Linked DNA regions of Mus musculus: region 2 is linked to region 1. Evidence: chromatin contacts called from public promoter capture Hi-C data. All regions are on one chromosome and are shown on one strand. Each heading gives the region's core, a stretch centred on a gene start, on an enhancer-like site or on the middle of the called end of the contact. The rest is flanking DNA. Distances are from core to core; before and after follow the strand shown. Region 1 overlaps Dennd1a (DENN/MADD domain containing 1A). Region 2 has its middle 20 kb from the start of Gm13584.

What was found. Capture Hi-C pulls out chosen DNA fragments and counts their contacts.
Region 2: a promoter capture Hi-C map of adipose tissue shows a contact between it and region 1, with 2.9 times the contacts expected there. The contact joins two enhancer-like sites. A contact is called at or near these places in 1 of 15 datasets of contacts at CTCF or cohesin (large pre-B cells), 2 of 484 Hi-C or Micro-C datasets (Th2 cells and bone marrow-derived macrophages), 8 of 115 datasets of contacts at active chromatin or transcription factors (embryonic basal ganglia, embryonic forebrain, embryonic hindbrain and 5 more) and 2 of 9 other capture datasets (adipose tissue and embryonic stem cells).

What each region holds. Positions count from the first base shown.
Region 1 is chr2:37,848,623-37,854,219 of GRCm38.p6, reverse strand. Dennd1a (DENN/MADD domain containing 1A) reads left to right here. Exons shown (of 23, transcript NM_001362973.1): 17 at 156-227; 18 at 1,768-1,824. Among named protein-coding and RNA genes, the nearest start is that of Crb2, 75 kb to the right of the region's middle. Within about 2 kb of position 3,364, at least 8 of the 459 cell types and tissues checked have an H3K27ac peak or open chromatin away from gene starts, as enhancers often do. A contact at or near this core is called in adipose tissue, where this site is marked.
Region 2 is chr2:38,385,863-38,391,459 of GRCm38.p6, reverse strand. No RefSeq gene overlaps it. Among named protein-coding and RNA genes, the nearest start is that of Gm13584, 20 kb to the right of the region's middle. Within about 2 kb of position 3,424, at least 8 of the 459 cell types and tissues checked have an H3K27ac peak or open chromatin away from gene starts, as enhancers often do. A contact at or near this core is called in adipose tissue, where this site is marked.

The DNA.
Region 1 (5,597 bases), core at 2,115-4,614:
GCCCTAACTGACCCCAGTAACCACCTGGGCCTGCTTCTCTTCTCACATCACATGCTCTGGAAATGTTGTCTGGCTTGATTAAAGAGAAACCCTTTTTGTTGGTGCTGGCCCACTCTCCCTCCAGCCCACATTGCTGATTGACATTTTTATTACAGAAAGGAAGTGGTGCGATTCTGAATACTGTAAAAACAAAAGCTAACCCAGCCATGAAGACTGTCTACAAGTTTGTAAGTACTGGGTGAAGTCTGGAAGCCATGGATGGGTTCCTTCATAAAACTAGACTCTTCTTGTTTGTTTCTGTTTTGTTTGTTTGGGGGTTTTATGGTGGTGGTGGTGATGGTGGTGGTGGTGGTTTGGTTGGGGTTTCTCTGTTGATTTGGTTTAGTTTGTTGTTGTTGTTGCTGTTGTTGTTGTTTTTGAGACAGTCTCATCATATAGCCCTGGCTGTCCTGGAACTCACTATGTAGACCAGGCTGGCCTCAAACTCGCAGAGATTCCTCTGCGTCTTCCTGCCAAGTGCTGGATGTATGCCACTATGCCTGATACAACTTGACTCTCAAGTGTATCAAGACCTCGATTGCAGAAGTGGCCAAACGGTGGCCATGCCATTTCTTAGCAGTCTCAATGTTCTGAGAATTGATTGGCATTGCTGATTTATAACCAGGACTGTGTGTGTGTTGAAGAGATGACCCCTCATTTTTAACTTCCCCATGGCAGGTTATATGTATGGTTATATACAGGAAGTGTAGAGACCAGAGGATTGGGAAGCTGTCTGTTTTATAACCATGGGCACAGTGGGGAGAACACCCTCAGTTTTGTCCCGATTCTTCATCCCCTTTCTTACCATTGTCCTATAGGAAGTGTGTTGTGAGACGCATGCCCACAGGAGATACATCTGTTCCTGACTCCATCTCTCACAAACCTCAAGCATTTGTTCTTGTGTTTTTCCCTACTTGCTTGTTTTGACCATGAGCCACATACATGGGGTGGTTTTGTTTTGTTTTGTTTTGTTTTGTTTTGTTTGTTTGTTTGTTTGTTTATCTTTTCGAGACAGGGTTTCTCTGTATAGCCCTGGCTGTCCTGAAACTCACTTTGAAGACCAGGCTGACCTCAAACTCAGAAATCCACCTGCCTCTGCCTCCCAAGTGCTGAGATTAAAGGCGTGTGCCACCACCGCCCAGCTTATTTTTATTTTTAATCGTGTTAGTATTTCCTGTGCTTAAACTCTAGTTCCCATACTGGATGAGTGGCTACCAGCAGAGATGCGCAGGTCAAAACTGGCAGAAAATAGAAGCCAGGGTGTCTTCTAAAATGAAATTTAGGAAATGGTGCTATAAGAACCTAGCAACTGCTTTGTTTCAACCTGGAAAGGTGATGGACCCTGAGGCCTGGCCCTGGTAAAGTATAGTGGGGTTCTGAGTCTTGTGACAGGTAAAGCTACTGTTCTTTTACTGGTAGCTGTCACCAGGCTGCTGAGGTAAATAATTATAGAGAGCAGAAGAAAGGCCTGGGAAGGGAAAGAAGAAAAACAGTCTCTGCCATCAAAATGCAGAAAATGAAATCTCTGCCGCTCCTTTAAGGGATTTTTTTTAAGCCTTTTACCTTAGTATTTGTTTTCATGGCCATTATATTTTTCAACTTGATGATCCCATTTTTTTCTTCGTTTTTCTAGTAATCAGAGAAGGTGATTCATGGTGGACTGAAATCAAGCATAGACCCGGCTGGAAACAGAAAGGGAATCTTAACTTAAATTAATTTTTCATGCAGGCAAAAGATCATGCAAAAATGGGAATAAAGGAGGTGAAAAACCGCTTGAAGCAAAAGGTACTTGAAGTTCTTATTCAAAATGTATAAGCACCGTGTATGAAATGCGTGGCCACAAAAAAGTAGGATGTGATCAATAGAAGGCTGTTTGATACAGTGTTGTTAGCACACTTCAAAATGCATTACCAGCTGTCCGGGAGTTTCACACTGTTATAAATATTCACAGACAAAAAAATGTCTTCAAATAACATTAAGACTCTTTGTGGGCTTAAACCCACAAAGGCGAGTGAGTTCAGAGTTACCACTGTCTCCCAACCCACCCCACCAGGCCTGGGATTTGCAGGAACCCAGCAACACTGGCTCCCTCATACATACTCTCCACCATCCCGGTGTCACTCTGTTCCTACAGCCACCCTGCCTACGCTCTGGTCTAACTTAAACCCAAAAGCATACCCAGAGAAAGGACCACCCTGTTTCCAAGCAGATACACACAATGAGCAAGCAGGAAGGGAATACCATAGGTCTCCCCCAACGCTGCACAGAGCAAGAGTAGCCTAGCCTATGCATAAGGTACATGCAAGCAAGCAGAGGCTCGGATTGTCTCTATGGTCCATCAAAAAATTTGCATGTAGTGGCTGTGGCTGGAATTTCTATAACTTGGGTCCCAGGGGGGTACAGCTGTGTAACCAGAGCCGGGCAGTGGTGTGCGTGTAACACCATTGTAGCATGCCTGCCAATACTGTGATTGCCACTCCATGTTCAAGATGAGCCAGAGTAGAAGCTGTCACCCCAAATCCCTAGAACAAAGCTGTGAGTAAAGAGACTAATTCACAGGTGAGGTAATTCGCCCAAGGCCACATTGTATGAGCCTAGCAAAGACAGGATTAGATGTCAGATCTGTTGACCTCTGCTGTCAGAATACTTCCACTCTGTACCGCCTACTGCTTCCCCCAAACGTGTATTTTCTTTTGCAAAAGATATCTGGGGCCATTTCCCCCAAACCCCTAATTGTACCACTATCTAGGCAGTGTGTGTTGGTTCTGTTTTAATTGAAAGCAGTTTCAACTTTATAAAGTTGGGGAAATCCTCATTAACTTGAAATGGGTCGAAGGAATTGATTCCTTTCTTTTAATTGGAAAATAATTTGCTCTTACTAAGCATTTAAATTCCCGCTTTGGCTGACAATGAATTCTTAACAACTGAGGTTCTCATCCTGTGCTACAAACCATGTAACACAATCCACAGACTGCATGGCAGTCTGCTCACCCTGGCAGACAATGGCAGGTGGGACTCTACATAGATATTATCTGAGTCACTGATGATACCTTTCATCCCCTGTCCCAGTCGCGTGGAGATGAATTACATGTGTCCAGGCGGGGGCTCCCCACCCCCCAGCGTCTAAATTGTAGGCTATGATTATTTGGTATAATGCCTGAAATAAGCAAAGGTGGGGTCCCTCCTCAGGTGCCAGACAAAAGGCCTCATGGGTCTCCTTGCTCCTGCTGACCATGAAGCCAGAGACTGCCATCAGAGTTCCTTCCCCGCTCACAGTCTCTCTACAGCAGCTAGCAGAGCTCAGCTTTTTTCCTGTGTTTACCTAAAGGCTCATTTACACAGTCTAGAGCATGTTCCCTACACACAGTCCACCTTTCCTTCCTTCACAGACTGTAAAGAGTTTTCCCCTCCCCCCATCCTCAGCCTGCACCAGTCTTTTCAAGAATAGCTTCAGGAGATAATGTTCTACAGAGTCAGTGTCTCTCAGGTGACACAAATGGTGAAGGCATTTTATAGAAATGTGGCTTGTCACCACTGGACTGTTGACAGATCTATTAGTGCACCCTTTTCAATTTTCACTTTTCCCCCCTTGGCTCTTACAGATTTCCACAGACTTGATATTTCACAGTTGTTCTTGGAAGAGCTGTTTTGTAATTGAAACCCCAGCATTGTTCAGTACATACAGGCCCCTTGTCTCTGGTACTCTCCAGCTCTTTTTCTTGAGCTAATTTAGGATTTAGCTTCTCCTGACCTATCTCACTGTAGTGGAAAATATTTCCTTGGCTTTTTTCTCCCCTTCCATCCACCCGCTTCATGCAATATGGAACCTGTCTCTATGACTCCCCATACACCTAACACAGGCATCAGAAGTTTGGTTTCTACTATAAAATTGAGGCAGTCGCCAGCAAAGACCCAATTTTCCAATGTGCTGGGTTGCCACCTGGCCTCCTCTAACTCTGCATAGCAATGGTGACCTCGCACACATAATCAAGAACCCAATCTTGCCCTCTTTGCTCTTGCCTTGGGTTTGAATTGCAAATAGAGAATGTGGGGCCGACCTATGAAGAGGTCACCACCATGTGTGGAGAGTCCATCTCTAATATAACTGAGCAAGGCCCCTTTTCCATCCCTTGTTCATCTGTGATAGATTTTTCAAAGCCTCTGAAATAGCTTTCAGGGAATCTGTGACCATTGGCAAGTGATTGTTCGTAGATCCTATAGTGCTGCTTTATTCCATGCCTGCTCTGCTTCATCCCTAGAACAAAAAAAAAAAAAAGATGGAGAACATTATTTCTCTGGATAAATGGCACAAAGGGGCCAAGTTCTGCTGTAGCCTAGCCTCCTTTGAAGTTCAGTTTGCTCAGAGTTAGGAAGGAGAAATGACAGGGATTCCAGCCGTAGCTTCCTAAGCGAGACAGTGGCACTTCCCTAGGAGTATGTCCCCACCAGGCTTGACCTGCAGAAGAATATTGCCAAATTGCGTTCTGTTTCCCTGGTTCAGGCTGTCTAGAGAATGCACTTTTGGGCTAGAGAGCTCAGCCGTTAAAAGCTAGACTTACAACCAAAAATATAAGAGAATGCACTTTTAATCCAGTAGCTGCACACTTTCTCTTTACCTGTAGGGGGCACTAAAAACTTCCTACCCTATGGTGGCCTCTTGAGTTGTAGTTCTGTCTTCCTCCTTCCTCCTGTGTGACCCTTCAGAAAGGAGTGACCCACCCCTCCCTGAAGCTCCTTGTTTTGCCTTTTAAAATGACATTTAGAAAGACAAGTTGTCCTTGCCCCCATCTCCCACCCCCGTTTGCCAACAAATTGTATGTTTATTGTATGTGTATTTGAGTGCCCTTCAGAAATCCCTGATTTTTTTCCCCTAGTTTCAAAATGCTTAACCAAATGGGCCCATTTCATAGCCATTTGGAGAGTTTGTAAATCACTGTTCTTTAAACGACAAGTTGAGCTTGATTAGTGTCTGTGATTGAAAGGAGCAAACTCACAGTTGGCTTGACTTTCCAGCCAAACGCTCGCAACCGTAATGAAGGGCGTGAGCAAGCATGTGGGGGCAGGGAGAGCAGGTAGACTCATAGAACAGACATTTTCACACCGTATCACACAGCTGTCAGCTCCCTGACTTTAGACACATTAAAATATGCTGCAGCCTCAATCACCAAGACTCCAATTTTGGCTACTGATTTAGTATCAATATTCATATTTTAATTTACATTCGCTGTTATGGGAAGTAGACTGGAATAAGACAGGTACAACACAAATCTCAAAGTGGAAATAACTTCTCTCACAGGAAATGAGAAGGCACTGGCCTTAACCATACACACCCACTCCACCTCCAGGGCCCTCTCATGGGGATGTGGCATTTAAGCTTTGGAGGTCAATCAGAAGATTCAGTCTGGTTGTGTAGGATATTAACTGTGTGGCCCTGGGGGAGTTACCAACCATCTCTGTTTTCCTCATCCATAAACTAGGAAGCATCTTAGAAGAGGTGAGGTGTTTTAACAGTAGTACTTAGTAGCAGCTCCATGAATGGGAATATATATTCTCTCCAT
Region 2 (5,597 bases), core at 2,175-4,674, 540 kb before region 1:
TCCAGGAAGCCCCTACCTGGGAGGAACCTTTCTGGAGGTAGCCTTGGGAGAGGGAGATGAGTTAGGAGCTTGCAGCCCATGCATAGCCCTCAGACACACTTTCCATAGTCAGCCGACAAACCCTCGATGTCCCTCCCATTAAAGCCAAGACTCCATCCTGGGCACTGGAGCCTCAGAAGTGAGAGAAAGCAGTATTGCAAAGACCATGTAATAAACGGGGCATTTACCATTACCTCAGCCACACAGCAGACAGCCCTCGAGTCTGATGACAGGTAACAAGTATTGTCTCTGTACTCAACACACTGTGGCCAGGCTGGGCTCTCCTAGGCTCCTCTGGGACTGCTTGGATTTGGCTCTTGTTTTAGGTAAAGTCCATGTCTGCTCCACATGACTCTCATTTTAAGAACAGTGGGTACCCAGGGCTGTTGCAATGAAGGATGGCAGGTGCTCAAGCGATCAAGGTAAAACACACAAATGACTTTGCAACTCTGCTTTTTCATGGAGAAGTTATCACTGGTTGAAATGAGCCCCATCCAGTGGCAATGGATGCTCTATGGCTTCCCTGAGAGGACTGACCAATCTGGAAGTAGCAGATATGATGCTATTACAGAGAAAATGAAGAGTCAGAGGCTACAATCCTACTTTCTAGAGACTAGGAGCAAGATGGGCTCTGGGCCCAGGGAGTGTGACTGATTCTCAAAAATGGAGGTGAGGCAACTGAATGTGGTGGTTCACACTCTTAATCCTAGCATAAAGGAGGCAGAAACTAGCCTGGCCTACATACCAAAACCCAGGCCAGCCAGGGCTACATAGTAAGAACCTGTCTTATAAAACAAACAAAATGTGGGAATCGGAAAATCCTGCCTTCTGATTATTGTCACCACCGCAGAGATTAGAGAATACTTGTGACACCATTAGGACACAGAGGACAAGACACAATCATGGGCCTCCTGACTGAGTGTGAATCCTGATGGCCACTCTCTGAGCCTCCATCATCCCCACTGGATGAGGCAGACATGGAACAGTGTCACTCTGCCAGTCTCCTGCCACCACTCTGCAGCCTTGGGCCAGTCCTTTAACATCTCCATGCATCACACACATAGAGCAAGATCTAACTTAACTACCTTGACTCACTACAGCTGGCTCATCAGTGTGGTGCCTGACCTGCAGTAAAGCACTCAGCGTACAGTGATGTGTGCATGCACAGCTGTGTGATGCTGGCACGTTTTATTAGCCATGTACATCTCATCTTTCCAAAAAAAAAAAACCTCACTAAGGTATGTTTTGCACATTGTAAAATTCACAAACTTTGAGTATAAAAGTTAGTGAATATTAATAATTTTTCCCAGTAGCACCAACCCTTAGTTTTAGATGACTTCAACATACTTAAGATTTCTCAGGCCTTTTTACTATTGATCCTTTTTCTCACCTTCAGCCTCAGGTGACTAATTAGGGGTCCAATTGGGAGCAGTTAGCCATGTAATATGCTGTCTCAATATCTATATCTTTTGTGGAAACTTCTTACAAATCCAATAGTATATCAGCCAGCACCCTTTACTTAGCATGACACTGTTATAGCTCAGCCTTCAAGCAATGGGAATCTTGGGTCCTCTTCATGGCTAAGTAATATTCCATTGTGTGGCTATATCATTATATTTTGTCTATCCATTCATAGTGATGGCTATTTCCAGGTTTAGGAATTATAAACAATGCTGTTTATAATCATCACAGGAACCTTTGTATAAAAAATGCTTTCTTTCATCTTGGGTGACGACACCAAGGAGTGGCTGAATCATATGGTAGCTTTTTTTGTTAAACTTTTCTAAAAAATTATTTTGTCTATTATTATTGTTGTTGTTGCTAGAAGTAGTAATAGTAATGTATATATGAGAGAGAGAGAGAGAATAATGTATGCCTGAGAGAGCATGGTTGAATACGTGCCACATACTTGTGGAGGTCAAAAGACAATTCTAGGGAGTTGGTGCTCTCCTTCTATTTCAGGTTCCAGGATTTGAACTCAGGACATCAGGCTTGTAAAGCAGGTACATTTACTTTCTGAGTCATAACTCTCAGCCCTGTGTTGAACTTTTGGAGAAACTGCTTTCCAGAGTGGCTTGCACTAGTTTGCAGTCTTCCGAAGTGTCTGAGGGTCCTGCCTCCCCTTGTCCCAACACCCACTCTTCTCTGAAGTGCTGTCTCATCTCAGGTTTGTTTGTGTTAACGACTAATGACTAGATGACAAACCTTTCACGTGCCTATCAAGAGTCTCTTACTTTAGAGATGAGGAAAGAGCCAATAGCGTGCTATCATGAAGGCTACAGGAAGGGAAAACATCTCAGGGATGAACATTGAGGTGCCTAGATGGAGGGATCCAATTAGGGGCAGTTAGCCATATATAGCCATGGGTGTGAGGCTGGCTTAACACAGCACTGTCTGAGCTCAGTCAAGGCTGTGAGACCCACCTCTCAGGCCTCTGTAGGAACCAGGGGCTCATTCCATAGTCTCCAGAAGGCCACCTGACCCTGGTTAGAATGATCCCATCCCTACATATATGTGCCACATGCAATGTAGTAATCAAGAGCTCTGGCTTAGCTAGACATCACACCAATAAGTCACTGGGACCCAAGGGCAAGAGGAAGATCTGTTCCTACCTGCAAGAACCCCCTATAGCACAGGGAATCAGCCCTTGTAGGCCAGAGCTATGACAGTATATTTAGAGGACTTGGGTGTAGGTTGGTAGACCTCTTAGTTGGGATGGCTAAAGCTCTAAGTTCAATCCCCAACATTTTGAAAACAACCAACCAAACAGCAAGTAGATGGTGGGTACAAAGGACTTGGGGTGCAAGGCAGCATGGAGGATCCTTGTGTATTGGGCAGAGCCCTAAGTGGTTTCTGATGGTCTCAGCAGCCTTGTGACCTAAATCCAGCAGAAGATATTGACACTGTCCCACTGGACTCACGGCTATTCTCTAGTCACAAGCCCAAACACTCTGACCCTGCCCAGAAATACCTATGGTTAGAGCTTCTGGAACCTTCCCCACCGAACCTTTCTTCCCACCGACTGAGCTGTGCTACCAGAATCAGTGAAGTCTGTAGCCAACCAGCGCTGGCTGTGTTGTCTGAATTGTTGTAATTACATCATTTAGCTAGATAAAACACAAAGAAATGAACCCTGTATAACAAAAGGAATGTGTTGAGAAGAACTAAATCGAGTGCTTTGGAAAATTTGCAATAAGGACGGATTGCTAAAAATAAATCTGTTCGCTTGGGTTCGGGAGAGATTTGGGGTGGGAGGGAAGGATAACTTTTCAGGATTCCAAATTCCAATTGTTGCAACATATTCTTGTATGCAGCTCACAGGAGGAAGGATTGCCACACTGTGTGGAGCAGTCTACACACACAGACAGAGCCAGACCCTAGCCAAAACCCTTTAGCCTACAGTGATGGCTTTGGCCTACGCACTGGCTGAACGTTAGAATAAGCATTCTGGGCGCCTGTAAGTCTGGTCCTTTTTGTTGTTGTTTGTTTCTTCATTTGTATTTAAAGACTAGGCTGGCCCTGAATTCACAGAGATCTGCCTGCCTCTGCCAGTGCTGGGATTAAAGGCCTGCACTGCCAATGCCTGGCTCCTTTCCCTGAGCCCTTCCTTACTACTCTTGATTCCCTAGGCAAGTGCCCGGAACCTGTCAGGCAGCTGATGGGCTGGCTCTGCTGGGTTACTATGATGAATGTGAATGATGGCAAGCTGTGTGTTGAGTACATGATAGTGAGTCTGGGCGGGGAAAATGTGTGTGAGGTCGTGTTCAGATGCCTCCCTGGTCTCTCTGGCAGGGCTCCATCTCCACAGCTCTTTGCAGATAGATCTAAATAATCCCTGAGCATTACCACAGAGATCTGTACTCTGAGGAAGAGGCTGAACATGGCTGTGAGACCCCTATGATAGGCACGTGAAAGGTTTGTCATCTAGTCATTAGTCGTTAACACAAACAAACCTGAGATGAGACAGCACTTCAGAGAAGAGTGGGTGTTGGGACAAGGGGAGGCAGGAACCTCAGCACCGACCTTGCTCACCCTTCGACTTCTAAAGGCCCTGGTGATCCCAGGCCCTGCTCTTCAACACCCCAGAGGCTGTCCACACAGGCACCACCCATCTCTCCCCCTGTCCTGGGGCAATGGTGCACCAAGATCCTACTCTTCAGCTTTCCCATAGGCCAGAAAGGACCTGGAGTTGAGTGAAGCAGGGTAGGGCCCTGACTGAAGCCACCTGGCTTTACACTGTCATCAGGCACCTGGAATCCATGTCTGCTCTAAGGCTCCATCTACTCACCTGGGAGGTGGGAATGACAGCATCCACATTGAGAAATGCAGGAAAAGCTCACCTGGGGCCATACCACTTGTTCTGACCTTTAGCTCTGTGTATGTTTGGATATGTGACAAAACTATTCTAGTCTGTGTACCCTGCCCCAGTGAGAAAATAGTACCTATTTCACAGGAATACTGGATGAGCTAAGTATGTGAAGTAGTTACAACATAGCTCACAAGCAGCATCGGTACTGTGTGGAGGAGTTATTACATTTATTGTCATTTTCTTGTTTGAATTCTCAAGGTTTGCATTAGGCACAGGGTTCACCAGACCCTCCAAGCCTGGAGAGAAGGTGGCATAGGTACAGCCTATCAGCAGATGGGCTAGAGGGTCCTCACTCCCACTTTCCAGATGGGGTAACTGAGAGCTTCCAGGGGTCACTCCTACCAAGAGGCTAAGGTCCCAGAACATCTAAATCAGAGGGACCTTGAGGGCTGGGCCACTCCAGGGATGGGTCTATCTCTCCAAGGCCACAGTGGCTGTTCAGCACGGACCTCTGGGAACGCATGATCTTGAGTTGCTCAGAAAGAAAGGTGGATAGTGCCTGAAGAAGGACACCTGAGGTTGGCCTCCAGCCTTTACAGGCATGTGCATGCATACCTGCACACTCTCGCAGAGATGGCCATGATCAGTCAGAGAGCTCTCCTGCTCTGCTTTTCCTTTGTTTTTGTTGCTGTTTTGGAGCCAGAGTCTCCCTGTGAAGCCCTGGTAGAACTCCCTATGTAGACTGGGCTGGCCTTGAGTTCATAGAGATCTGCCTGCCTCTGACCCCTGGATTGCTGGGATTAAGGGTGTGTGCCTCCACACCTAGCTAGTCTACTTTTTCAAATCTAGAAACAATGTAGATATTTTCTGTGTGTGTTTTTAATTTTGGGATCAATAGTGTGATTTTATACTTATCATCTTTCAACTCATAGTTCTTTCCTAAGGTGGTGCTAACGAAGAATCCCAAATTGAACAGCTTCAACCCCAGCGCTGAGTTCTTTCATAGTTCAGGAGGTTAGAGGTCAGTTGCTAAGGTCAGTGGTAAGCGGGGGTCAGCCTCCCTCTGAGACTCAAGGCAGAATCCTTCCCGGTCTCTTCTACCATCCAGCAGCTATCAGAGCTGTGTCCCTTGACGATCTCTGCCTTTGGTGCTGTGTGGCATTTCCTCTGTCCATATCTGTGTCCAGATAGCCTGCTTCTTATAAGGACAGCAGTCATAATGACCAGCTAGTTTCTCTCCTCATGGCCT